Regions from separate parts of the Ovis aries genome. Here region 1 is linked to region 2. A link is a contact called in public Hi-C data. All regions are on one chromosome and are shown on one strand. The core of a region is the stretch at or near the end of the contact, and the rest is flanking DNA. Distances in the headings are between cores, read along the strand shown.

Region 1 (4,404 bases), core at 817-3,316, 170 kb before region 2:
GGGACCCTCAAGGGTCTTCTCCAACACCACAGTTCAAAAGCATCAATTCTTGGGCGCTCAGCCTTCTTCACAGTCCAACTCTCACATCCATACATGACCACAGGAAAAACCATAGCCTTGACTAGATGGACCTTAGTCGGCAAAGTAATGTCTCTGCTTTTGAATATGCTATCTAGGTTGGTCATAACTTTTCTTCCAAGGAGTAAGTGTCTTTTAATTTCATGGCTGCAGTCACTATCTATAGTGATTTTGGAGCCCCCCCAAAATAAAGTCTGACAGTGTTTCCACTGTTTCCCCATCTATTTCCCATGAAGTGATGAGACCAGATGCCATGATCTTCGTTTTCTGAAAGTTGAGCTTTAAGCCAACTTTTTCACTCTCCTCTTTCACTTTCATCAAGAGGCTTTTTAGTTCCTCTTCACTTTCTGCCATAAGGGTGGTGTCATCTGCATATCTGAGGTGATTGATATTTCTCCCAGCAATCTTGATTCCAGCTTGTGTTTCTTCTAGTCCAGCGTTTCTCATGATGTACTCTGCAAAATTTACTTAGGCCAAAATGAAAGCTGACGTTTTCAGTAAGAAGCTGGGTGCCTATTAGAAACCAAACACTTGGTCCAGACTATACGAAACATACTATAGGCAAGGCTGTTTGGGGAACAGACCGCAGGCCATGAGCAAGTGGAAATGTGGACCGCCTGCCATGCCACTGAGTGGATTATCAAGATACGTTAACCCTGAAAAATAAAACACTTTGTAATGGACAAAGTGCAGTAACACAAATAGGAACAAAGTGTCAAAGGAGGATACGACAAAAAAAGATGTTATGTGGCTTAGGTTATTCCAAATCATGTTTCTACTAGATTTATAAAATTGCTATAACTGAAAACTTAATTCCTAACTGCTACTCAGAAACCTAAAGCAGAACAGAAAAAAAAAAAAAAAGACATAGCTTCTGAAGGGGTCAAGAGTAAATTACGTTGAAAAGTCAGATCCAAAGGGACAAATTAAAAATGCACGTCGGCCTAATTTCAGAAGTTCACAGGGTGTGCCCCGGGACCCAAACCCGTTTTACAATCACTTGCCAAACTTCAGGGGCGCGTTCACTTCCACGGACGCCCGGTGGTCGATGACATCAGCCACGATGGTCACCTCCTTCTGCGCCTCGTCGTAGTTCACCTGCAGGCCGGCCAGGGCCCGCGCCCCGCCCTCCACTCCGCTCACTGTGACCAGCACGCGGTCGCCGTCTGGGTAGGTGAGGGGGTCCAGGGGCCTCACAGTCAGGTGGCATGGGAGCCGCGCCCGCAGACGGCCGAAAGGGCTCACCAGCAGCGCCCACTCCTTCAGAGTCCCGCGCGCAGGGTCAGACCTAGAGACCTCGGGCTGGGACCCACCTGAGCCGTACAGCCGGGACTGACATGTCCCACAGGCCCAGCGCCCGGTGGCCTCGCCGGCCCACACTCTGAGCAGACAGAGCCGGAGGCAGCCCAGCCCCCGTCCCGAGAAGGGGAACATGGCGTGCCCCTCTTTCTCCCACAGATTACTTCAGCCTCAGGTTAGTCTCTCCAAGTCCAGTCGGCTTGCCGCTGTGCTGACCAAGCCAAAAGGGAGACAGACGCTTGATAAGAGGGTTTGCTGAAGCAACAGCAAAACCGCTCACTTCATTCAGCAATGTAAACGTCAGCTACACGGGTCTGGGCGGCAAATTGCAATTTTAAAGTTCTAAGAATCCATCCTGACCAGAACCCCTTGCCTACTCCCGCCCCTTTCGCAAAGGCCGGTGGGATAGGTAGTTCCAATGGTGGTCAGATGTTGAATGGCTCGGGCAACTGAGAAACTACATTTCCCAGAAGGCAATGCGCAGGATGCTGAGGGTAGATACGGCAGGTGTTGGACGGAACTCGGAAGGCCTGCGCTTTCCCCTCAAGCCCATTAGCCATTGGAGGGACGTGGGGGCGGGGGGAGGGGGGGAACCTACACCGGAACCCACTGGCCAATGGAAAGGGAGGAAAGCAAAAGATGGGCCAGGCTGCTTGGTTTCCTTGGATACCGAGGACGCGACTTCTCCGAAGAGGGTGGAGCTTTGGAGTGAGACGGAGGAAGATCGTCTGAGGGAAAATAGGAGCCTAAATAAGAATCAGGACGAAGAGAAGAGCTAAGAAACTGCGCTTTTAAAGGTGAGACCGTGATTTAAAATAGGAGTACCCTCAGTGAGTGGTTAGCTCCAAGCGTCATTAAATTAGTTCGGGTTACCCTGGGATGGAGAATACCTCTGCAAGAGGTTAAAGACTCATTAGTGCTGTCAAAGGAAACTCCCTCTTCGAGAGTAAAATATAGGAATAGCATTAGCGTCCTGTCTCCTTTCAGACTCTAAAAGACCTCAGGCCAGTCTTTGAATGTATCTGAGTTTAAACTGCTTGCTCTTAAAATTAGGTCAATAATACCTTGTCTGGCCTCAAAGGTTTTGTTTTTTGTTTGTTTGTTTTTTTTTTTAATTTTAGGGATCAAATGAAATAATGGATGTGAACACCGGTGCACAGGCTAAGTTGAAGTTTATACTATTTTTATTTTATATCTAAAAATCCTAATGAACTGAGCTAAAGTCCTCAGGGGCCCAAGTCACAGAGTTCTTTGCAAGCCATTACCTGTTTAAAAATTCAGTGTTTTTCTTAAGTTATCCTTTCCTCCTTTCTGTCCTGGTCCATCTCCCTCCTTATAAAGGTTCACTCATGATAGGGGCAAGCTTTTAGGTTCATCAAGTTCCCACTGCATATTACTTCTGTCCTTGGCTTTGTGTTTCATTTCGCCATAATTATTCAAACTGATCTTCAAACTGTCTTTTTAATAAAATCCCACAGGAATAACTTTGGGAAAGGCATTGGTTTAAGCATCTTGAGAATGCATTCAACTTAGCTGTTCAGTTCAGTCACTCAGCTGTGTCTGATTCTTTGCAACCCCATGGACTGCAGCACACCAGGCCTCCCTGTCCACCAGCAACTCCCGGAATTTACTCAAAGTCATGTCCATTGAGTCGGTAATGCCATCCAACCATCTCATCCTCTGTCATCCCCTTCTCCTCCTGCCTTCTATCTTTTCCAGCATCAGGGTCTTTTCAAATGAGTCAGTTCTTCACATTAGGTGGCCAAAATATTGCAGCTTCAGCTTCAACATCAGTCCTTCCAATGAACACCCAGGACTGATCTCCTTTAGGTTGGACTGGCTGGACCTCCTTGCAGTCCAAGGGGCTCTCAAGAGTCTTCTCCAACACCGCAGTTCAAAAGCATCAATTCTTTAGCGCTTAGCTTTCTTCACAGTCCAACTCTCAGATCCATATTTACTATTTTCAAATAAATAAAACGGACCAAAACCGTTATTTTTTGGATCATCTGAGCTTTAAAATGGAGATTATGTACATTAAGGTTAACATAAGATATTAAAAAGTTAGTGATCCTTTTATAAGTCTGATGTCATGTAGCAAGTCTGTCCACATATCAATAATAACCAGTAAAAGTACTACCTTCCACATTTATGACATTATAGTTTTCAGAGCATGTTCACATGTATCATCTCACGGTATCCTCACAAAACACTCTGTGTTTAGCAGGGCAAGTGTTATTATGCTTACATTATTGATGAAGAAACAAGTTTTGAAAGATTAAGAAACAATTAGGTCTGACCCTCTCACCACTCTTCTAAAAGGTCCTTCTATCTTCCTGACACCTTTGGAGAAAAAAAAATTATTTACGAAATGAATAGAAAGTCGTATATAACTTCCCCCCATATTTAGAGTTTACTTGTAAAATATTTTTGCACAGTCAGTTTTGTAAAAGCCATTCCTGCAGTCATGAACATGCAGTGCTGGTAGGAGTATGTTCTTAAAACTTTCAGAGTTCAGTTTAGCAGTATGCATGGTGCTGCTGCTGCTGCTAAGTCGCTTCAGTCGTGTCCGACTCTGTGCGACCCCATAGATGGCAGCCCACCAGGCTCCCCCGTCCCTGGGATTCTCTAGGCAAGAACACTGGAGTGGGTTGCCATTTCCTTCTCCAATGCATGAAAGTGAAAAGTGAAAGTGAAGTCGCTCAGTCGTGTCCGACTCTTAGTGACCCTATGGACTGCAGCCTACCAGGTCCTCTGTCCATGGGATTTTCCAGGCGAGAGTACTGGAGTGGGGTGCCATGGCCTTCTCTAAGCACCTTAAAAATGTGTGTATCCACGACCTAGAAATTGTACTTTTTGGAACTTAATGTAAACATAAAATTAGGGATATTCACAAAAACTTACATTCAAGGAATTTTTTTACAGGATTACTTATGATAATAAAGAACTGAAGCAACCTAAATGTCCAAAAATAGGAGGGTGTTACATAATTTGTGAACATCTGAAATATTATGCAATAACTTTAAAATT
Region 2 (3,831 bases), core at 154-2,653:
TTTTACACACAGAGAGAGCTGCTCACTTCCCCAAGCCAGTGTGACTCCCCCTGGGTGAAGGCTAAGCAGGGAAGCCTGCTTTGAACACATCAAGTCATTTCCTCCCCAGAGACCCATTCTGACTCAGGTTATATCAACAATGCCCTGTTCAGTGACAGAACGGTCACAAGATTTGGATCACATGGAAGTATAGGTTTACTTTCCAGTTAAGTTTATTTACTTCCAAAGGGTCTTTTTCAAAACTCAAGAATCAGAATGGTGAAGTGAACTCCTTTCACACTCAGTTGTCAATTACTTCAAAATGGAATTAGCTGGCAACCATCTCCCTCTAGGTTTTTGACATATTGATATCACTGTACTAGCCCGAAGCAAAAAATATTCATTATGTTCATTTTAAAATAAAATGCTATAGTAATATATTTTTAATGTTAAAGGATATCCTGACAAAAAATTGTTTTTGCAAATTAATGAAGACAGATTCATGATACCTATTATCTTGCCAAAATATATGCATTTATAAAAGATTTGACTGGGATCAAGGGTGCAATGCGTGGCCAGGAAACAAAGTGACCTTAATGCCTACAGCGGGAACAGACTTGGCTGTATTACAAGGGAAAAAAAAAGAGAACTTTAAAAAAATGCCCCATCAAGAAAAATGCCCTTTGTTAAGTAATAGCACATCACCCAAATTCTTACTGAAAGCACAGTCACAAGTGGCTTAAAATGGATACCGGTATCAGGAAAGTGCGTTACATAACAAAACGAACTTGCTATTTTAGAAGCTTGAAAGGCCTGTCCAGCCAACACCCATTTTCACAGAGACAGGAAGAGCTATGTCCAAGAAATTGTTATTTCCAGAGGAAATCGGAAACCAGGAGTCAGGTCCCACTCTACACCTGCCCTACCTCTCTTATCTTTTCTTTCCCTGTCCATACCTTGATAGTGGATACATCTTTGCCCACCATTTTGTCTCCCTTATATTGCAAGCAAACCCTGGAGACAACTGACAGAATGAGGACCCTGACAGGAAGTCGCTACAGCTTTTCTTGCTGCAGCTATTCTACATCTGAGTTTAGGCTGCTGCTGCTGCTACGGCTGCTAAGTCACTTCAGTCGTGTCCGACTCTGTGTGACCCCACAGACGGCAGCCCACCAGGCTCCCCCGTCCCTGCGATTCTCCAGGCAAGAACACTGGAGTGGGTTGCCATTTCCTTCTCCAATGCATGAAACTGAAAAGTCAAAGTGAAGTCGCTTAGTCGTGTCCGACTCTTTGCGACCCCATGGACTGCAGCCAACCAGGCTCCTCCATCCATGGGGTTTTCCAGGCAAGAGTACTGGAGTGGGGTGCCATCGCCTTCTCCAACTAGTGCCCAAAGCCAGCAAATTAACTGGTGTTGTGGTGCCATCTAGTGGTCAGTTATGCATCTAGTTCTGCCTGCTTTGCATTGGAGACCCACTGCTCGGTCCACCCAACCTTGCCCAGGATGAGACAGGGGAGGAAGGAATGATGATGTCCTACCTGGGCAAGCCCCTCTTCCCCTCAGGCCAACGGCATCCTTCTGTCAGAAGACCCTATTTTCATACTCACACTGCGGCTCCCAAACTACCTTCCTCTCACCCTCACCCCATTAAAAAAGTCCCTTTCCTCATAACCTTGTCTTAGTTGAGAATAGGCAGATAAAACAAGTCCAAGGACATGTTTGAGGCGGTCCTGAGTCTAATGATTGTATGTAAAACAGAGTATGTGTTCTTATGAGCACTTCTCTGGGATGAAGGTCTACAGTTTATATCCATTTCAAAGGAATCCATAGCTTAAAATAGTTAAAACTACTGAGGTAGAAGGGAACATTAAGTTTTAAAACAATAACTTACATTTAAATAAGGGTAGCCAAAAGCCCCAGAAATATTTTAATATTTGTAGGTCTATTTAATATGGGTCGGAGAAGGCAACCCTTCTCCAGGCCTCCAACTCCCAGGATGGAGGGGCCTGGTGCGCTGCAGTCCATGCGGTCTGGAAGAGTCGGACACGACTAAGCGACTTCACTTTCACTTTTCACTTTCATGCATTGGAGAAGGAAATAGCAACCCACTCCAGTGTTCTTGCCTGGAGAATCCCAGGGACGGGGGAGCCTGGTGGGCTGCCGTCTATGGGGTCGCACAGAATCGGACACAACTGAAGTGCCTTAGCAGCAGCATTTAATACGGGTAGGTGACTGAAGGAGGTCACTGGGCTGGATGTTACAATATGGATATTGAGAGAGCGCAAACAGTTAATGGCATATGTCACTACTTGGTATCTACTAGATAAGGAGGCAATTTTTTAAGCTATGAAAATTTACGAAGATCATTATAAATTGGAAGGTCTATTTGGAAGTCTGTGCTTAGTCACTCAGTCATATCCAACTCTGCGATCCCACGGACTGTAGCCTGCCAGGCTCCTCTGTCCATGGGGATTCTCCAGGCAAGAATACTGGAGTGGGTTGCCATGCCCTCCTCCAGGGGATCTTGCCAAGCCAGTATCGAACCCAGGTGTCCCACACTGTAGGCGGATTCTTTGCTGTCTGAGCCACCACGGAAGCCCAAGAATACTGGAGTGGATAACCTATCCCTTCTCCAGGGGATCTTCCCGACCCAGGAATCGAACCGGGGTCTCCTGAACTGCAGGTGAATTCTTTACCAGCTGAGCTACAAGGGAAGCCCATTTGGAAGTCTTGGAAATAGATAAGACCCAGAAGATGAAAATGGATACATAAGTGAAAAGTGAAGAGAGGATGTTCCAGGTGCAGCTCCCAGAAAATGAGCAAAGATTCAGACCATAGACAGAGCTTTAGAAAAAGTAGAGAAAACAAGCCATGGCACTTCAATCTCTGCAGTGAATATATCTGCCCCTAGGGTATGACTGCCAACCTCAGTTAACCACCTGGGTCCCATTCCCTAGACTCCTACTGGTGTGGGCTGTGACCTGGGCCTCATGAGTTTTAGACATTCCCCAGGCATGTCTAGTGTTCAACCTGGGCTGAGAACATGCTTGAGCACATCCAGGTCATGGCAGTCTCTTAGCCACTCTCGAAGGTTCTCATCTACATCTCTGGCTTAAAGGCTGATGAAGAACCACCTGCCTGAAGACTTGCAATTGTGTTGTGACGTAACAGGACATACCGTTAGAGAGGAGGTTCAATCTAACCTTCAAAGAGTCTTCAAATGCCAAAGTAACACCAGCACATTCCTTGACCCAGAGAGTAAAAGAAACACCAAGGTAAAATGCTAGCTGTCGTTACATAGTCTGGGGGGAAGAGGGCGTGGGAGCTACACAATCACACCCTACCCGCCAGCCCGGGAGCACAGAAAGACTCCTCTCTGTCAGCCAGCATTTACTGCACTAGCTGAGTACTAAGCACCGTATTCATCAGGGACAACAGGAGAGGAAAAGCCACGACAATCTAAGAAGCACATTGCCAGCTTCTTGAAAAGAGCTTATAATGCTTTCAAATACACACAAATGCTTTGTAAGAAAATACTCATGAGTTTAGCTACTTCTGGAAGACTCTGGTGTTAGAAGCCATCAGATCCTTAAGGAATGACCCAGGAGCATTTCCCTATGCGGACAGTTTTACACTTTGATTTTTAAGGAAGGAGAATTATTTCAAGTCTCTTCTTGAGAAATAATCTTAATTTGACTTTTAGGTTGACATGAAATAATTACCAAATGTAGCCCACCACAACTAATATTAATTGGAAAAAAAGGACTAAAGGGTTATATTGAGACTGTTTTCCACTTATGTGGGAAATAAATTTGATTTTTTTCTCTTTAAAAAAGAAGTACCAAGAAAGG

Evidence for each region. Hi-C and Micro-C count contacts between places; a contact is called where the count stands out from the background.
Region 1: a Hi-C map of hypothalamus shows a contact between it and region 2, with 8 times the contacts expected there. The contact joins the promoter of CCDC146 here to the enhancer-like site in region 2. A contact is called at or near these places in 8 of 16 Hi-C or Micro-C datasets (hypothalamus, liver, mesenteric adipose tissue and 4 more).

Annotation. Positions count from the first base shown.
Region 1 is chr4:45,542,924-45,547,327 of ARS-UI_Ramb_v3.0, reverse strand. It overlaps CCDC146 (coiled-coil domain containing 146), which reads left to right and starts at 2,066. Exons shown (of 17, transcript XM_060414653.1): 1 at 2,066-2,174. It overlaps FAM185A (family with sequence similarity 185 member A), which reads right to left and starts at 1,758. Exons shown (of 10, transcript XR_006059764.2): 1 at 1,083-1,758.
Region 2 is chr4:45,376,418-45,380,248 of ARS-UI_Ramb_v3.0, reverse strand. The region is part of intron 19 of GSAP (gamma-secretase activating protein); the gene reads right to left. Among named protein-coding and RNA genes, the nearest start is that of GSAP, 64 kb to the right of the region's middle. Within about 2 kb of position 1,403, at least 7 of the 54 cell types and tissues checked have an H3K27ac peak or open chromatin away from gene starts, as enhancers often do. A contact at or near this core is called in hypothalamus, where this site is marked.